Linked DNA regions of Hordeum vulgare: region 1 is linked to region 2. The links are chromatin contacts, called in public Hi-C maps. All regions are on one chromosome and are shown on one strand. The core of a region is the stretch at or near the end of the contact, and the rest is flanking DNA. Distances in the headings are between cores, read along the strand shown.

What was found. Hi-C and Micro-C count contacts between places; a contact is called where the count stands out from the background.
Region 1: a Hi-C map of leaf shows a contact between it and region 2, with 4 times the contacts expected there. The contact joins the promoter of LOC123396379 here to the enhancer-like site in region 2. A contact is called at or near these places in 2 of 6 Hi-C or Micro-C datasets (leaf and seedling).

The regions. Positions count from the first base shown.
Region 1 is chr5H:423,747,531-423,751,047 of MorexV3_pseudomolecules_assembly, forward strand. It overlaps LOC123396379, which reads left to right and starts at 1,624. Exons shown (of 1, transcript XM_045091331.1): 1 at 1,624-2,190. The coding sequence starts at 1,700. The coding sequence ends at 1,966.
Region 2 is chr5H:423,486,293-423,489,961 of MorexV3_pseudomolecules_assembly, forward strand. LOC123399544 (U-box domain-containing protein 33-like) reads left to right here. Exons shown (of 8, transcript XM_045093947.1): 5 at 1,559-1,904; 6 at 2,040-2,186; 7 at 2,275-3,531; 8 at 3,618-3,669. Among protein-coding and RNA genes, the nearest start is that of LOC123399544, 16 kb to the left of the region's middle. Within about 2 kb of position 1,754, at least 1 of the 3 cell types and tissues checked has open chromatin away from gene starts, as enhancers often do. A contact at or near this core is called in leaf, where this site is marked.

The DNA of each region.
Region 1 (3,517 bases), core at 374-2,873, 260 kb after region 2:
AACAACAACCAGCCTACGAAAACAAATCAACCCTTCGCAGACTCCCATCACCCAGAAAAAACTGCGACCCATGTGGTACTATAGCACGAATATAGTATATACAACCATCGATTAAAAAATATCCCCATATAAATATGGGTTGATTAGCAGATAACACAAAATCACACCGCAAAATGCCTACCAAATAAACACATTGTAAATAAACATAAAACACACTCCATCATCTCCTCCACCTGTCAAAATAAATATTCCGCCAGTTTGAATATAAGAGTTATTAGTTTTTGAAAAGTCAAATTTCTTTAACTTTGATCAGGTTCAGAGTCAAAAATATCGACATCCAAAATATTAAACAAAAACTAAAAATTCCTTTTATGATGAATCTAATAACATCCATTTCATATTATGAATTTTGATATATTTCTTTTCAAGTTTGATCAAACATAAAAAAGTTTGACTTTTCAAAAAAGTAATACACCATATATTTCTAAATAGAACGAGTAAAGAAATTTAAGAATCCCAATAAGTTCAACGATGCAGCAGAGCGCGCTCAACCCTTCTAATATAATATGAAAGTATAGGTATAACAAATTCTACAAGAAATGCTTTTCCCACATAATTCGTGAATATCAATGATGTTTTGACATATCCAATCACCCACTCTGCTCTGAAATTCGAGAAATGAAAACGTTCATAGAAGTGGCGCTCACTCGAGCTTGCGGAAAAATATCTTTGAAATCAACAAGGAAACTTTTTTTGAACACAGTACAGGCACATGCGTTCATATACACATATATACACTCATCAATATGAATGCACACACGTACACCTACCTCTATGAGCACTTTCGTCAGGCTGAGCGATCATATCATCTTGAGATTTATGAAGCCATCGTAAACTCCTCGTCGTTGACGGGAACGTCTTATTTCACTAATGTGCATCACCAATTTTTTTTGAAATAAATTAAAAAATATATACGAGCGTGAGGACTTGAACTCTGATGACCTGAAAATATCATAATTCTTCTAACCATCTAATTAGGGGTTTGTTCGCAAAGGAAACGTCGGTTTTGGTTCATGAGCATTTCGATTATTGTTCTTGGTTTAGTTTCTTCGGCTTGTTTCAGACGGCACGCGCTAATTTTGGATTGAGTTGATCAGTAATTAATCAGGGTAGGGGCGTAGAGCCCGACTGCATAATAATAGAGATAGAGAATGTGACCGCGGAAAGCTGACGAGCCTCTTTTTTCGTCACTGACAGTGGGCCGCCACCATATCCGTTCGACGAGTCAGCGACCACTCCACACGTTTTCTCTTCTTTTCTTTCCTTCTCCCAGCAGAAAGGAAGCTGGTGAACGAAAGCAAAATGGCCCGCACGATTAATCCATGTGTACAAAGAAAAGGAGCAGCCGTGGCGTGCCTTTCCAAAACAGTTGAAACGGCGACCGCTCCGCTCGGCAGGCAGCCACCCCGCGTACGTCTCCGGCCCGCCGCCGTCGCTCTCCAGCCAAAATCGGCCCGCAAGCAAACCCACACCCGACAACCACCCCTAGACCCTAGTCGCCTCCCACCACCCCCATACGTACCGCTATATAAACCACGGTCGGCACGCCAAGAGACTGCGAGCTTCACCAACACCAATACGTTCGTGCAGTTGCAGTGCAGAAGATTAATAATTCAGCTCGTGCGTGCGTGCGTGCGCCATGGTGAGATCGCTTCCGTCTGTTTCGATGGAGGGGAGGAGGCTGGAGGAGGAGGAGCAGGAGCAGCGGGAGGTGCTGCTCATCCACAGCCAGGTGAGGAGGATCAAGCGGGAGGACGAGGAGACCCGGAGGCACCTCCTGAAGCTGCAGCTGCTGGAGACGAGGCCGGCGGCCGGGCACGGGCAGGAGGCCTCGCGGCCGGCCTCCCGCTCGCTGTCGCCACTGCGGCGCTCCGGGAGCGCCATATCGGTCGGTGACTGGGCCTAGTCACCTCGCCTGGCCGGCCCGCCGGCGTAGATACATAGGAGAGCGAGCGCGCGAGCTATATATATACTGTATGTGTGAGCCATAGTATAGTACGATGCCTGTTCATGCTCTCTGCGTGCATGGAACCAGAGCTTAGTTGATCGATCTAGCTGCTTTACATGCTCTGTTCCAGTCGACTTTTCTTCTTCCGTTGTAAATATACGAAAATTTAGTTCGTGCATCTACTCCATCCATCTTCTTCCATTGCTAGCCTCTTCAGAATTGATTCGGTTCTTCGTGAGTTTCGGCATGGAAATCCGCAGAAAACGCCGGCGAATCGGGCATGTCACTGCCAGTCCCGGATGATGCGCCTCAGGCAAGGCAGCGGCCAGCGGATGAGACGAGAGGCACAGATCGACGGAGGTAGCCAACATTGACTCGGAAGTATAGCATCGGTCGCATCCGCATGTGTATCTTCTCAGAATAAAGACGAGATCCGCATCTGTCATGTGGGCTAGGCTATGTTGTGCACGTGGTTGAACGCCGGAGCGTGGCATTGACACGCGGGAGGAGCACTAGAACCAACAGCGGCGCCGCACAGCAATAATTCAACCCAGCTTCCATGGTTTGTCCAAACCTTTTTCACAGAAAATAGCTTTGTTTTTTAATACTATAACCAAATGCGTTGCTGACACGGCATGCAGCCACCAGGGGAAGCATCTATCGGCTTCGCCTCCACGTCGCGGTAGCCAGCGGGCTGGCGTGTCCACGTCCAAGATAATAATCGAGGCACTCGCTCGCACGACGTCTGACGATTCACGATTAGGAATCGGGCTATTTCTTTTGTTTGCCCTGCACCGCACGAATATACAGCTCGCGTGCGTCTCAAAAAAATCAACAGAAGGATTTTACCTCACCTCTCATCGATGGCCCTATTTAGCCCCCTTCCTTTCATCGTTCAAAGCCCCGTCATCCTTCTTCTTCCTTTCGATCTTTTTCGTTGACGTGTCGATACACCGACGACGAGGTAATCTAAGCTCCTTCATCGGCCGGCAGTCCACAGCGACGACGACTCCCCTTCTCAACTTCTCCGATCCCTCCCGCGTCCCCCTCCCGAGTTGCAGCCATGGTCTCTGTGAGTTCAATCACCTTTTTTTCTCACTGTTCGTCCGAACGAGATCGGAGAGGATGTGGTCATAGGGTTAGATGTACAAGCATGTGGTAGGATTGATTCATGCATTGATCCGTAAACAGATGCTACATTTTAACGTTTTAGGAGCTATTTATGTTGGATCTATGTAGCTAGAGTAGTATGATAGTGATGAACACTATGGATTTGTATCATGCTAGAGTAGATAGTTCTGATGTTGAGGTAGCTATTGGTGATGGATTTATATCTAGTTGTCATGTATGTTCCTACTTCAATCGATCGTCTGGTTGTGATGTTGTGGTACTGCGTGTGCTATGCTTACAGTCTATGCGTAAAATTGTAGGACATGACCACGTAGATGCAAGATCTTAGTCAGGCCTTTCTCCTCGCGGACAGCTTGTACACGACCTACTATGTGGAGG
Region 2 (3,669 bases), core at 504-3,003:
TGAAAACAGCGTCAGTCCGGATTAGTTCCATTCAAATCATGCAAACTAGAGTCCAAAACAAGGGCAAAAGAGTTTGGAAAAGTAGATACGATGGAGACATATCACACACACACGCCAAAGTTATCAGGACCGGGTACGGGGGGTTATATTTCACCAACAGCCCTCCCCCACCCATCACCATCGCCGCCAAAAGTTACCAGGACTGGGGTACATAAGTTATCATGTTTGCGATGTGTAAGTTATCATGCTATTTACACAAATATTTGTCGGGGTATATTTCATCAACAACCCCCCTCCTCACCACCGTCGCCAAAGTTACTAGGATTGTCGTACATAAGTTATCAAGTCTGCGATGTGTGAGTTATCTTGCTATTCACACACAAAGTTACCGGGGATACATTTCATCAGCCAACCCCACCCGGTCACCAATTTTATCAAGACTAGGTTACATTAGTTATCAGGTCTACAATTTGTGAGTTACCATGCTATTCACATAAAAGTTACCGGGGTATATTTCATCACCCTTCCCTCGCGAAAAGTACGAGAACCGAGGTGCATAAGTTATCGGATCTTCGATATGTGAGTTATCATGCTATTGCCACAAAGTTTACCTAGGGATACTTGATCACCCCCCCCCTCACACACACACCAAAGTTATCAGGACCGGGTACCTAAATTATTAGGTCTGTGATGTGTGAGTTATCAGGGTGTTTATATGTAAGTTATTAGGTCCACGATGCTTTAATTACCATGTTATTCACACAACATTATTGGAAGATGTTTCAACAAAAAAATCAGGTCAAAATAATCCCGGTGTTGTTTGTACGTGGGTTATCAACTATGTTGTGCATGTATTACATGCTATGTACGTGGGTCATCAACAATAGATCTTGTTTCCAAGATCTCGTCACTAATAAAAAAGGTTGGAGGAAAAAATTTCATGTCTCGTTAACTTCAGTGCAACCACGATGATAACTTATGTAGCACCGATGTGATAACTTAGGTATCCGAGATGTGGTAACTTTTGACGAGAAAAAATATCGTCGGAACATATCAACATGAGAGCTAGTTTTGAAGGTCTCGCCGAGACGATTTTTTATGTGAAAACGGATTTTGAATCGAGGCAATGGTTTGAGCTCCACAACATTTTGAAGTTTAAATTTTGTTGAAATCTTTGATGACAACAACATTTTTGTCTCTATATACATGCATGCACACTTAAGATCAATTAGCAATTTACTTTTTTATTTACTCCTAAAACATCCCATGCAACCCCTCGTCATTGGATTGAAAATAAACATCGTCGGACTAGTGCGGTCGTTAAATACCGGATGTATGAAAAATAGCAATCTCGAATTTGAAAAGCTGACAACTACATATACTAAAGCGTTAATAATAGAAAGTACTACCTCCGTTACAGTTTAAAAGACACGCACGTGTACCTAGATCATTAATTTAACATATAAAAATTCTATTGTTTAATATAAAAATTATATTATTAGGAAATAAAACATCTAAAGTTCATGTCGTTAATGCCATTTATCTGGCCTTTACTCAGGGAGGTCAGCGAGGAGCTGAACAGAGGAGAACCATCCACGGCTAGCACCAGCCCAAGATCTGTCGCCTCCGATTACTCGAGATCGAAATCGTCCCCGCCGCGCCTAACGCTCCACGGTGACTGTGACGGTGACGGCGAGCTGTTCGGACTGCAGCACGACTCGCGCGATCCGATGATGGCGGCGTCGCTCCGCCGAACTCCGAGCAGGGACGACAGCGACAATGCCGAGGATCACAGCGTCGAGGATTTCGGCCATGAGGGAGCTGCTGAAGGTGGGTCGTCGGCTGTCGTGCATTCACTGCAAGATGTCGACGAAGACCCACCCACACCTTCGCACGATGGTTCGGTATGTGCAGGCATTTCAAAGAAGATTAAAAAAAAAATCTGAACAACAAATTTTCATGCGCTACGGCCTACGGTACGGTCGTGTGATCGTGTCGGCATGGTATGAGACATTCTTGTATGATGGTTTTGTTGTCAGGAGGAGGAGGCTGGCGACATGGAAGATGCTCTGTACGAGAAGCTCAAAGACGCGATTACGGAGGCCGGGAGCCTCAGGCACGAGGCGTACGAAGAGACTCGCCGGCGGCAGAAGGCTGACCGAGACCTGGCCGACGCGTCTAGGATGGTAAGTTTCTAGATACAAGGGATGAAACTGGTTTGCTTCGATCAGCGCGTCAGATTCTTGATCTTCGTCTTGATTCTGATGGGTGCAGGCCAGGGAGGCGGAGAGCTCGTACCATGGCGAGGCGAGGCGCCGGAAGGAGATGGAGGAGAGTCTGACGAGGGAGCGCGCGGCCATGGAGCAGGAAAGGCGGGAGCTCGACGCCATTCTCGAGAAGATACGGGCGGTTGATGACCGCAGCGCCGAGCTCGAGCTCCAGATCACCGACTCAGGGCGCGTGATGAGCGAGCTCGATGTCAGGATGTCGGAGTCGTGCTCTGTCCTCGACGCGCTCAGGCGGGGGCGCCGAGGAGAAGACCCTGCAGCTGACGAAGAATCCATGCCTGCGGTGGATGGTGGTAATCAAGATGTGAGTTTCTTGCGGCTTGGTTTGTCGGAGCTGGAGGAGGCGACCGATCGTTTCCACGAGTCCGCCATGATAGGAGGCGCCGGTGCCGGCAGCCGCGGCCGCGTGTACAGGGGGAGCCTCCGCGGCATGAGCGTCGCCGTCAAGATGATCTGCCCCGACGTCGCCGTCGACGAGGCGCGGTTCGGTCGTGCAGTGGACGCCATCGCCAGGGCGAGGCACCCGCACATCGTCTCGCTCGTCGGCGCGTGCCCGGAGGCGCGCGCCGTGGTGCACGAGCTCGTGCCGGGCGGGAGCTTGGAGGACCGTCTTGCAGGGAAGGCGCCGCCACTGCCGTGGCACGCACGATGCGGCGTCGCGTACCGAACCTGCTCCGCCCTGGCCTACCTCCACTCGACGGCAACAGTGCATGGCGACGTCCGGCCAGCGAATATCCTCCTGGATGACGAGCGGTGCTCCTCCAGCAAGCTCGCCGGCCTCGGCATGCCTGGTCTCGTGGTGCCGCCACAGCTCCCCAGCGGGGTGGCGCTGGCGTATGTGGATCCGCGGTACCTGGCAACGGGGGAGCTGACACCGCAGTGCGACGTGCATGCGCTGGGCGTGGTCCTCCTCCGCCTTGTCACGGGCATGCCGGCGTTCGCGGCGAAGAAGGCGGCGCAGAAGGCCGCCGAGGGGAGCACGCCCTGGCACGAGGTGGTGGACGCGAGTGCCGGGGGGTGGCCGATGGAGCGCGCCACGGAGGTTGCGCTCCTCGGGCTGAAATGCTGCGACGCGGTTGAAACCGGAGGACCACGCCGCGCGGGCGAGCTTCTGGATGAGGCGCTGGGCGTGCTGGAGGCCGCGACGAACGCCACGCCGGGGAGGACGTGGTCGTCGCTCTCGGCGTCGACGGCGTCCGACAGCGGCGGCGCTCCGTCCTACTTCCTCTGCCCGATACTCAAGGTATGCACATGCGCGCTCGATCAATTTACATGTGCGCGGCTTTCCGAAATGATGCGCAGTGATGAATAGCTGATGTGCGTTGGCAGGAGGTGATGAGGGATCCGCAGATCGCCGGCGACGGGTTCACCTACGAAGCGG